Regions from separate parts of the Gossypium hirsutum genome. Here region 1 is linked to region 2. Evidence: chromatin contacts called from public Hi-C data. All regions are on one chromosome and are shown on one strand. The core of a region is the stretch at or near the end of the contact, and the rest is flanking DNA. Distances in the headings are between cores, read along the strand shown.

Region 1 (6,698 bases), core at 3,506-6,005, 290 kb before region 2:
ATCATGCACCAATTCATAAGCACATAGCTTCTCAATTATAAACTATTTGACATCTATAAAACTTACTATCGAAAAGCATCACAAAACCAACCTCAATCACACAACATAGGTCATTTGTATACATATAAACATAGCCAAATTAACCAAAATCAGCCAACTCACATGGCCAAATACATAAAAACCAAACCTTAGACATTTACAAACCAATTCAAAAGGCTAATTTCATAAGCACCACATTTATCAAAATGACCAAAGTCCCTATACATGCCATATGACCGAAAACTTAATTTCAAAGGTACCAAGTGATAGTTGGATCGTGTGAAACGATCTCCGACGGTCTCCGAGTCTGAGCTAGCTTTGAAATCACTATAAAACACATAAAAATACACAAAGTAAGCTTTATAGCTTAGTAAGTTCGTATAGCATTTAAAATCAACTTATCAAATGTGCACGATTTAACAAATAAAACATAATATACAATTCACCTATGGAATCATCATCCTATCACAATTTCATTCACAAGATTAGTTATCACTTTCATAATTTCCTTATTTCAATACTTGTACGGTTCACGTACATACCTGTACCATTCTGTATCAAACTCATACTTATCCACATCTTTGTCGTACCCGTTGAACCATTCTGAATATTATTGGATACTTGGGAAACTCACACAATAAGTGCCAAATAAATAGCTGAAGCTATATCTATTTCTCACACTATGTGCCAATATATATATATATATATAGCTGAAGCCATTTCAATTATGCACACTAAGTGCCAATACATATATAGCCGAAGCTATCTCGGTCTCGCACACTAAATGCAATTATATAGTCGAAGCTATCTCAATTTCGCACACTAAGTGCCCGTGATTAATCGAACCGTTGTCAAACACGACTGTAGTCTCGTATACACAATTTATGCAATATCAAATCATTTAAAGCATAATTAAAACAATGCTTATTACATACGAACTTACCTCAGATGCAAAAACAACTAAACTGATCGAACAGTGGAGAACTTTGTTTTTCCCCCGATCTAGATACGAGTTTCACTTTTCTTGATCTATATGATATCAAATTTAGTTATTTAATAATCCCTCTATTCAATTTAGTCTAAAACACACTTCAAAGCACTTTTACACATTTGTCCCTATTGTTTCACCATTTTTACAATTTAGTCCTTATTTCATAAAATCACAAATTAATGCAATTCAACCAAAACCCATGTTAGCCGATTTTCAATTAGGTCCCTAGCAGCCCATATTTTTCATTTAATTCACATTATAACCACAAAGTTTCCACATTTCACAATTTAAACCCTAATTTGCATTTTTACTAAAAATCACTTAACAAAACTTGTATAACTATCATCAAACATTCAAAATCTATTATCAAACATCAAAATACATGCTTATTCATCAATGGAAACTTTCTAAATCTTTAACAATTTTGCAATATAGTCCCTGGGCTAGCTAGACCTAGTTGCAACGATTTCAAAAACATAGAAATCATTAAAAACCGAACAAAAATGGACTTACAATTGAGCAAGAACAATGGCCGAAAGTTTCAAGCTATTTCTATGGCTATTTCTTCTTCAAATTTTCGGCTAGATGAAAGATGGACACTATTTTATCATTTTGTTTTATTTATTTTATGTTTAATAACCAAATTACATAATTAACCTTATGATTAATTCAATATTTCAATTATACCAAGCCATTATCATCCACTATCTAATTAATGGTCTAATTACCACATAATGACCTTAACTTTAAGGTTTTATAGCCATTAAACACCTTTAGCTAATAGAACACAAGTTTTACACTTTACGCCATTTAGTCATTTTTTTCAAATTAAACACTCAAATGATAAAATTTCTTAACCAAAATTTTACACAATCATAATTTCATGTCCTAAACATTAAAATAATAATAAAAAAAATATTTTGAATTTGGAATTGTGGTCCCGAAACTTCTATTCTGATTTGACTAAAAACGGGTTGTTACAAACTAAATACCTACTACATGCCAAACAGCTAAGAAGAAATGTAAAAAAACTAGAATTTTGGAAACTAGAATATTGGAAGATCAATCGACCAAAATAACTACGATATTATAAGTAGAATTGCAATAACTATAAAAAAAAACTTTCTAGTTCACTCAAAAAAGAATGATCATTGTTAAGCTCAAAAAGTTGTTTTTCACTATTAAAATATATGGAATAATGGTCCTGATTACTATCCCTAATTAAAAAGGTGTTATTAGAAATGAAATTTCAAGTATCTTTAATGTCAACTAAATGATCAACCTTACTGTAATAACTAAAGCTGTCACTCCAATCATGAATGTTCTTTGGAAGATCTATCTTGTGCTTGGTAGTGCATGGTTCCACTCTACAAGAATGTTGAATCATTCTCTTGAAGCTCATCATTTTCATCATAATGATCCGTTTGCCTCGAAATGACCTCGCCCAATAGGGAAATCCTAATTCATTGGGCCTTTCGATACAATCAAATAGAAAACCCCAAGGGCGCCAAATCTTAGGAGCCCAAACTATGTGATTAAATAAATCCTCTTCTATTTGTTGTGGGCCAAGTACTCCTCCTTCCTCTTCTTCAAACTACAATTTGTATTTTTCATAAATATTTCTCTTATCAATGATAGAACAAGATCTATTTTGCATTGTATATTAGTCATTCCCCAGCTCGGGCCAATTTTAATGGTGACTTATTATTTTGATGAATCATTTCTTTAGAGAAGAAAATTATATAAATACTTACTCAAAATCTCACTTATCAAATTCCTTGGTGGAAGACAATTTTTTTTTGAAAAATTTGCCAAGATATATCTGATTCATGCATAATACCATGAAAAAAGAATACAAAATTTTGACTACTACTTAATATCGACAAGAAGTCTGAAAAAACATCTAAAAATATCAAATTTAAGCATTTGTACCCTGTTGAATTAAGGAACCATGGCATATATGTTTGGAATAGATTCCATTTTGAGAGAGTTGAAAAAGCATGATCTCATTGAAAGGTTCTATGCATCCACCCTTTCTCAATGCATTTCTTTAAACAAAGACTCCGATTTTTCTACATTTTGAATGGTAAATATTTCTCAAAACATGAGGTGTGAATCAAACAATTGAAAACTTCAAACCATGAATGGTGCCAACATTAAACAACCACATCATCTGGTGTATCTATTGTGTTTTAACATCACGAGAGGCATGCTTTTGTGGCCCATTTCATCTGATCTAATTAAATTTTTGAAATCTTCACAACATGAGTTACAACGCATATCTAGTAAACATATTATATCATCAGTTCGCTACAACACTATAGAAAAAGAACATAACAAGTCTCTTCTGCAATTTTTTTTTTTAACATGGGCTATATGCAGCCTTATGCCATGCCTCCACTGGTCGCTGTCCTCATAATCTGGAAGAGAGCTGAAACAGATGATGAAAAAAACAAGATTTAAGTCAGTGCTGCAAGGTCATGATATTTATGTGTTTTATCACACAACTAACACCATTTTAGAAAAATAAATTCATCTTTTAAAATTCAAGTTCCCAAATATCATGCTAATAAGGTCCATACCGAACAAAATTAGAATATTCACCGGTGAAACAACACACATTATGAGAACGTGCTGAACATATCGGTAGCAAAATCAAGTATTGTATTTGGTACAACAAAAGTCAATGCTAAATATCCAAGGACATATAATGGTGAAAAGATAAGCAGCCAGGAATCTTACATGATCCAATGACAACGAAAACGAAGAACCCAAGCAACATAGGGCCAACAGGATAATCCTTCCCCTTTTTTGTTTCAGGAACAGCTCCTCTCTTTGTTATGTTCTTTTCGAACTTCAACACTTTCCTGTCTGCAAGGCGCCTTGATGTTGTCTGCACAAACCAGATCAGAGGGATCCCATTTAAATTTAGATTTAAAAAAAGAAATAGTTTATGCATATTTTCGATCATGCTGATGGATTTAACAATTATACTGGAGGAAAAACACTGGTGTTCTTACTTTTCCCACTTTTTTTATAACTCGAAATTTGATAAGAAAAGAAACAAAATTCACAAATACTCAATATTGAGAATAAAATGATGAATAGTAGTAAAAGGGTTGAGTCAAGGTCCGTCTACCTAATTCATTCAAAAAAAAATTCGAACAAGCACATGATTAAATTGTTGAGGACATAATTATGCTAAATTGAGATCTACAATCTATATAAGTGTGCAACCGGTTTAATTCGAAAAAGATAAATTGAAGCGTAAGAAAGCATAGCTCAGATCGATTCATATAATATGCAAAAAAAAAGAAAGAAAGAAAAGAGGAAATCAAAAGATTACCATGATGTGGGAGAGACGAGGTAGCCGGTCGAGAAAGCGAAGGAAATTTCAGGCGAAATTCTTCTCTTTCTTTTACGGCGACGATTTTTTCCTTGGGTGTGTGTTTTTTCTTTTCTTTTTTTTGGTGGGGGGGGGGTTATTCCTCGCTTCGCGAAAATATCCCGGGCTGTCGTTATAAGGGGCTATGTATGCTGCTGATTAATTCATCCGCATTATACGGTAAAATGAAGGGTCATGGACTTCGTCCTGATTGGTTAGCTCACGCAAATTGGTAAACGTGGCGCGATCTAATTGGTTGCTTGGTATACGTATACCTTTTTGTTTAAATGGGCAGATCAATGGGCTTTAGTTTCAATAATTGTGTTAAACCCGTTTTCCTATTTTGTCTCTTTAGCAATAGAGAAAGATGTTTCTTTTATGGATAATTAGTGAAAACGTTTCGGATATGGTAATGAGTTTAATTACATCAAACATCCCCAAATTATAACTTATTTTAAATTGGTCATCAGACTTTAAAATATTCTAGTTACATCCTCAAACTATCAATGTTATAAGGGTGAAGCCATAATTTTTTTTGGGGCGGAATTAAATTGTATATTTTTACTATAGTAAAAATACAATTTCACCATTTTAATACATTATATATTTATAATTTTTAAAGCATTAATACAATTTTTTAATCATTTTTGGGGGCCAAAGTGCAACTTTATCATTGCTAATTTAAAATTTTATAAATTATAAATGGGCCTAAATGAAAAATTTTCCATTCTAGAGTGTGTTGGGGCCCCTGCCAGCCCCTTGGCTTCGCCATTGCAATGTTATATCAATAAGGCCATTCCATTATTAAAATTATTAATTTAACCATTAAAGTGACATAATTTAAAATGAAAAATTTTTAAAGAAAAATTAATATTGTAGAAATGAATGTTGTAAATATTAGTTTTGAGGTTTTCGAAGCTTTTATAAAAGCTATTCATTCACTCACTCACTCTCACTCTCACTCTCTCTCTTTCTCTTTTGTTTACTTTTTTTTATTAGTATTTAATTAAAAAAAGTTATCCAACAACTATTTAATTTTTTTTAAATTTTCATTTTAAATTGTCATATAATATTTTACATGTCAGTTAATGGTTAAATTAACGATTCCAATAATGGAAGGACCTGATTGATATAACATTGATAGTTTGAGGATGCAATTAAAATAATTTAAAGTTTAGAGACTAGTTTAGAATAAGGATCATAGTTTGGGGATGTATAATACAATTAACTCTTATATCATTATCAATATGAGTATTATCAATATGAGGATGCAATTAAAATAATTTAAAGTTTAGAGACTAGTTTAGTCCTTTTTCGCAATTAAGCTCACAAACGCTAAAATTAATTCACCAAAATTTTCATACACTCGTATAATCATACTATGACACCAAAATAATAATAAAAATAATTTCTAAGCCTCGAATTTGTGATCCCGAAACCACTGTTCCAACTAAGCCCGAAATTGGGCTGTTACAATTCTCCCTCTTTGGGATTTTTGTCCCCGAAAATCTTACCAGTGAATAAGTTGGGGTATTGATCTTTCATGGACTCCTCAGGTTCCCATGTGGCTTCTTCGACTCCATGTCTATGCCACAAAACTTTCACGAGTGCTATACTTTTATTCCTCAATTGTTTGACCTCCCGAGCCAAAATCTTAATCGGATTTTCGCCATAAGTTGTGTCCGGTTGAATGTCAACTTCAGTTGGTGCGATCACATGTGAAGGATCCGATCTATATCGACGTAACATGGAAACATGAAACACGTCATGAATCTTTTACAATTCTGAGGGAAAAGCCAATTGGTAGGCAACAAGCCCTACACTTTCAGTAATCTCATAAGGTCCTATGAAACAAGGACTCAGCTTGCCCTTTCTATCGAATCTAAGGACCTTCCTCCACGGGGATACTTTTAAAAAAACCTTATCACTGACTTGAAACTCGATCTCTTTTTGTTTCAAATCTGTATAGGATTTCTGTCTATCCGAAGCAGCTCTCAAGCAATCACGAATCACCTTAACCTTCTCTTCGGTCTTTTTGACCAAATCGACCCCGTGAATCTGATTCTCTTTAAGTTTCGTCCAATACAAGGGTGTTCGGCACTTTCGCCTATACAGAGCCTCATAAGGTGTTTTTTCAAACTCGATTGGTAGCTATTGTTATAGGCTGTAACACCCCGAACCCGAGACCGTCGCCGGAGTCGAACACGAGGTGTTAACAGACTTTAAACCACTTATTAAAGTCTTTCTAGACAAGCTGTCAATCTGCGTACTAGTCGCTTTAAA
Region 2 (6,157 bases), core at 1,155-3,654:
TTTTACTCCAACTTTTAACGTAGAACGTGGCAGGCAGATAGACGGGTGTAATAAATGAAACCCCACGGGTGCCACGTAATAAGACGAAGACCCCTTACAGAAACGACACGCAGTGGAGGATGATTGGATAAAGGAAAAGTAGAATAGAGAAGCGGTGCGTTGACGTGGGACATCGCTTTCGCAAAATGGAGTAGTGAATTAGTGATGGTCTAATCAACTTTCCTGACATTGCCGCCCTTCTCTTCGCCACTGCTTTCTACACTTAATTACTGTTTTGCCAACAATCATTAGAATTTGTTATTTATTAATCCATCTTCATTTGAGAGGAGAGAAAAATTTGAAGAATGATGATTGAGCATGTTTCCGAAGCTGGAAACTTAACACAGCCCTGTGGTCTCCCTACATTCTCTTTCTCCTTTAGCCACAACAACTATTATCTCTTTCATTTCCAATCCAATCCACCAAAATTAGTTTATATTTTAAAAAGTCAAATATGCATGCATTTCTATTCACAAAAGCGAAGGGTTAGTGTATTAAATATTTAAGTTTAACATCTATCATTCACAATTATATAATTAAATAAGAATTAATTTTAGTTTCTATTGTATCAATTCTTAGTCCGATCGTATTGTAATAGTTTGATTCTACTTTTTAATTCTTTATACAATTTATGTTGTAATAATTTGATACTTGTGATTCTTTAAACATGTAATTGTAATTGAATTTGAAATTTAGTTTTTGTACTTGTATTTTCAGAAATTTATTCTATCTACTTTTTAAATTTTAAAATTCAAGTCCAACTGTTAATACGGTTAATTTTTTTAGTTGAATTCAAGTTAATTACATTCTTTTTTAATAACATGGCTACTAAGTGAGTACTTTTTTATTTTAAAATGTCACAATAATAAATTTAACCTAAAAAAATTAACAGTATTAATAGCTGGATCTAAAATTTGAAATCTGAAAAGTAAAAAGACTAAATTTCTATAAATACAAGTATAATGACTAAATTCCTAATTTTTGAAAGGTACAAGGACTATTGGCACATTTTAACCAAAAAAATATAATTAGATAAATTAAAAGTTTATGATATACATATAAAATTAATACTTAATTCAAGATAACAATGGGTAAATTAGTCTTTATATATTTCATTCTTTCATTAAATTTAAATTTATGCTATTAAATGTTTATTTTAACATTTTATATATAAAACATAACAATAAATTTAACCATTAATTTTTACACATTCATTGATTTTTTCCCTACTCTTTTGTTTGAACTAAATTAACCATCTAGCAATTTACTATCAACTTTTATCATTTACATGACACTACTTTATCTATATTTTATTACAACAAAAAATTCTAAAATATCGTAGAGCATTAGTAAAAATTAGGTTAAAGACTTGTGTTGTTCATAAAATTGAAATTTAGTTTTTGTATTTTATTCTTAAGAGTTTGATCTTTTATTTTTTAGATTTTAAAATTTAAATTCAATTGTTAATTATATTAATTGTTTTGTTAAATTTATTAATGTGACATTTTGAAATAAAAATATTCACTTGATTGCAATGTAACTAAAAAATAACATTCTAATGAATCTAAATTTAACACAATAATTTTAATAATTTCAATAATTAGACTTAAATTTTAAAATTAAAAAGTATAGGGATTAAATTCTAAATTTATAAATATTAGAGATAATTATGGCATATTTTAAGCTAAAAATTATGATTCCAAAAATTATAAAAAAAAAGTGTCAAAAGATTATAAAAGAAGTTCTAAATTTAAAAATAAAACATAGATGTGATAATAAGATAAAATAGTACTAAAAATTAAGGGTTATTTTGCTTCAAATAAAAAGTATATGCTAAATTAAAAAATAGGGTATAAAAATTAATGACTAAATTTTGTTATTATAGAACAATTTTTTGATATTTTTAATCAGATAATTTTAATAGAAAAATAATATTTACCGTATGAAAGAACCCGAGTTGTATGTTTAGTATACCCTAAATTCAATAATCCAAAATAGGAATTATTGCTACCTTTAATTCAATGAAGCAAGTTCTTAAAAACTCTATCGTCTTCTTGATCTAATGTTTTTGACAACTTCGAAAAATTAGAGGGCTCCTAATCTCAAAAATGGGTACAAAAGTCGAATAAAAAAGAAAAAGAAATTATGTTAATTGGTATAGAAATTTGTTTTCATGCAGAGCAGCAAAGGGTACTTTTGTTATCATAAAGTACAGCCAACCCGAGAATAGAGAGTTAAAAGCGTGTAGAAGTTGTACACTTAGACAAAAAAAGCAAAAAGAAAATTTCTCATTTGTTATATTATTTTATATTTAAAGACAAAAATTAATAAAATATACTGGTAGTACCGGCACTACAGTGTTGCAGTAGTATAATATATAATTAGTGTTTGTAATTAGAAACTCAGAATCTTGTGGGGGGTTTTGATTCTTTTTTGTGGTTATTGTGAAAAAATTTCCTTTTATCTTCCTCAATTCTGGGTTTTCTATTTTGCCATCCTCAGTTAGAAAGCTATATTGCTGGATAAGATAGCATCTTTTTTTCTTTCTCTCACGGTCCAAGGCCTTACAGTCTGTCACATGGTAAATTTGGAGTTTGCTGGGAGAGGGTTCATCTTATCCCAAGGTTCTTTTCTGTTGATGCAGAATTTTACTACACAGTTTCTATAGATTTGACAGTGGGTCTCTGTCTTTAGCTGGAATTAAGAAGGAAGTAAGACCCACAATTGGTCACTGTTTCTTGGATGAGTTTGCTCCATGTATTTGGGTTTGGTTTAAAGGTGGGGCATCTGCTTTGGATGTTATGTTGCTGGGTAGCATCTATGATTTCCATGAACTGGTTCATTAATGGTGAATTTAAGGACGCTGACACAGTTCTCCTTGGTCATAGTGGTAGTAAGATGTGGTTGAAATTCTGGGACAAGTTCTCAAACTATAGCTTCAACATCCACCATCAATATTACCAGTATGTGGGTTCCAAGAGAATTAGCAAGACTTGGTGGAGAAAGCTCTTGTTTTCATGGATAATTGGTTGGATTTTGGCTTCTATTTCTATACTCTATTATATGAGCTTTCAAGCTACCGAAAAGAGGAAGGAGACATTGGCTAGCATGTGTGATGAGAGAGCTAGGATGCTGCAGGATCAGTTTAATGTAAGCATGAACCATATCCAGGCCATCTCCATTTTTATCTCAACTTTCCACCATGGCAAAACCCCCTCGGCTATTGATCAGGTAAGTTAATATCCTCATCTTGTAACTTTTAGTTAAGATAGATGATTATGCATTTCCTTTGCTTTATTGATCAGGATCGGTTTATCAAGTAATGATCTTGTCAACTTGATAGCCAAACCAGGTCTGAGTGTTTGTAGTTAGGAATTATGATCCTTCTTTTTTTGGATAACAAAGGGAACTCACTTTAATCACATCTAGAGGACTTTTGCGAGGTATACGGAACGAACTGCTTTTGAGAGACCTCTTACAAGTGGCGTGGCTTATGCTGTAAGGGTGCTCCACTCGGAAAGGGAACAATTTGAGAAGCAACAGGGCTGGACTATTAAGAGGATGGATACCCTTGAACAAAACCCAGTTCATAAGGATGACTACAATCCTGACCTCTTAGAGCCATCGCCAATTCAGGAAGAATATGCTCCTGTTATCTTTGCGCAGGATATCGTATCACATGTGGTTTCTCTTGATATGCTGTCAGGACAGGTTAGCTCTTTTACTATCTAAAAGCTTATTGAGAAACCCAAGATTCCTTGGATCACTTGTATTAAGCTTAACTCGACTGAAGATTTAATTGTACTACTTTCCAGTTAGGAGGAATAAAATATTTTCAATCTCTCAAGAATTTTGAATTCATTATTAATTACACACTTCAGTTATGAATACTGAATTTCTTGTGTACCGATAGGAGGATAGCAAGAATGTATTGTGTGCAAGAAAATCAGGAAAAGGGGTGCTAACAGCTCCATTTAGGCTACTCAAAACAAATCGTCTTGGAGTTATTTTGACATTTGCGGTCTACAAGAGGGATCTGCCCTTGACTGCAACTCCTACTGAGAGGATTCAAGCTACTGTCGGGTATGTTTTCAGTATGATCAAAAAGTAGGAATGTCCAACAAATGTCTCCTCCTTTTATAAAAATTAATGGGAAGATAAATTCCTTATGCTTCTCATCTCTGAAACCACATACATACATGAAAAAGGTAAAAGCTGCAATAGCTTACAGACATCAATGAAAATAATGCCTTGTTAAAAAGGGTGAACCAAGCTCTTTTCTTTTTAAACGAGATCCCTGATAGGATGCTCTAGTTAATGGCTCTGATAAGATGATCTCAATCAGGTATCTTGGTGGAGTGTTTGATATTGAGTCACTTGTGGAGAAGTTGCTACAACAGCTTGCAAGTAAACAAACAATCCTTGTGAATGTGCTGGATACAACTAATCAGTCGTACCCTATCAGCATGTATGGCTCAAACGCATCAAATGACGGGTTGGAGCATGTCAGCCTTCTTAATTTTGGAGATCCATTCAGAAAGCATGAGATGCGCTGCAGGTAGTTCATAGATTTTTGATTGCCCAGGTTTCACCTTCTCTTTGATATGGGCCTTTGCAAGTGCGTGTCAACCTTTATATAACATGGACTGTTATCTACACCCATGAAACAAGGTTGTTTAATCTTCAAGAGAGGTTCTAAATTGTTTTCCTTCTTTCTTCAAGAAACCAAAACATTTTAAAAATAAAGTAACTTGAATATAAATCATGGATTAATTTTGTCTTTATTCTAGGTTTAAGCAAAAGCCACCATGGCCATGGTTAGGAATAACAACTTCAATTGGCATCCTTGTGATTGCATTACTTGTTGGGCATATATTCCATGCAACTGTAAATCGACTTGCCAAGGTGGAAGATGACTGCCATAAGATGATGGAGCTTAAAAAGCAGGCTGAGGCAGCTGATGTTGCCAAATCTCAGGTATATGACATCTGAGTTATACTCTTAAAGCATTCTGACCTCTTACAGACATTTGGTCCTAATTAATTGTGACCGTTTTGCAGTTCCTTGCAACTGTTTCCCATGAGATCAGAACCCCAATGAATGGTGTTCTAGGTGTGTCTTGAAGCTTTAATTTATTTCTATAAAAGTTTATTTCTGTGCATTGTATTATGCTTAAAAAAATTAAATTAAAATAACCAGTAGAGAATATCGATTACTTAACCATGACAGTGAGACACTTCTTTCAGGAATGTTGCATATGCTTATGGACACAGATTTAGATGTTACACAACTAGATTATGTTAGAACTGCTCAAGCTAGCGGAAAGGCTCTGGTTGCACTTATAAATGAGGTCTTGGATCAGGCTAAAATCAAATCTGGCAAGCTAGAACTTGAGGAAGTGCAGTTTGATCTACGAGCAATCTTGGATGATGTGTTGTCACTCTTTTCTGGGAAGTCTCAGGACAAAGGAGTAGAGGTGAGATACCTGTATCACACTGACTCACCTTATTCCATTTGGTCCTCTCCTCTCTTTTTTCCTCCTTATGGTGTTTACCCACAAGTCTAACATATATTTCATTTTGTATGATCAATTCGTAGGTGGTGCAGCTGGCGGTTTACATTTCTGATCAAGTGCCTCAGATGCTAATTGGTGATCCTGGGAGATTCAGACAAATCATTATCAATCTCATGGGAAACTCGATTAAAGTATGAGTTTGGTTCGCCTTTTAATGCATATAAAGCTTGTTAGGACTCAAGTTCTTTTCTAAATATATTTTATTTTACTAATTGAGTATATCAGTATGACCAATCTGTTTCAGTTTTAAACATAATGCCTTCCATCTAAAACGCTCTTCCTTTGTATCCAAGCTAGAAATAGTTAACATACTTACATGCATGTCGATATAAAAAATTTCTTTGCATTGAATGGCATCATGACTTTATCAATAGGGAGCTAGAAGCTTCAGTATGAGTTCAGTCTTATCCAACTTATGCTTTAGTAGCAATAAACCTATATAACTTATATTTTTTGGTTCAGTTCACAGAGAAAGGACACATCCTTGTTACAGTTCATCTTGTGGAAGAGGTGATTGATTCAATAGAAGTTGAGACAGAATCT

Evidence for each region. A called contact is a pair of places that touch in the nucleus more often than the background predicts.
Region 1: a contact with region 2 is called in a Hi-C map of leaf, with 5 times the contacts expected there. The contact joins the promoter of LOC107916849 here to the promoter of LOC107938547 in region 2. A contact is called at or near these places in 15 of 34 Hi-C or Micro-C datasets (anther, callus, hypocotyl and 2 more).

Annotation. Positions count from the first base shown.
Region 1 is chrA01:94,329,402-94,336,099 of Gossypium_hirsutum_v2.1, reverse strand. It overlaps LOC107916849 (probable stress-associated endoplasmic reticulum protein), which reads right to left and starts at 4,755. Exons shown (of 3, transcript XM_016846215.2): 1 at 4,377-4,755; 2 at 3,773-3,923; 3 at 3,244-3,461. The coding sequence starts at 4,379. The coding sequence ends at 3,415.
Region 2 is chrA01:94,040,889-94,047,045 of Gossypium_hirsutum_v2.1, reverse strand. It overlaps LOC107938547 (histidine kinase 3), which reads left to right and starts at 2,404. Exons shown (of 11, transcript XM_016871742.2): 1 at 2,404-3,270; 2 at 3,469-3,750; 3 at 3,953-4,122; 4 at 4,385-4,597; 5 at 4,830-5,016; 6 at 5,100-5,151; 7 at 5,286-5,515; 8 at 5,638-5,745; 9 at 6,077-6,157. The coding sequence starts at 2,782.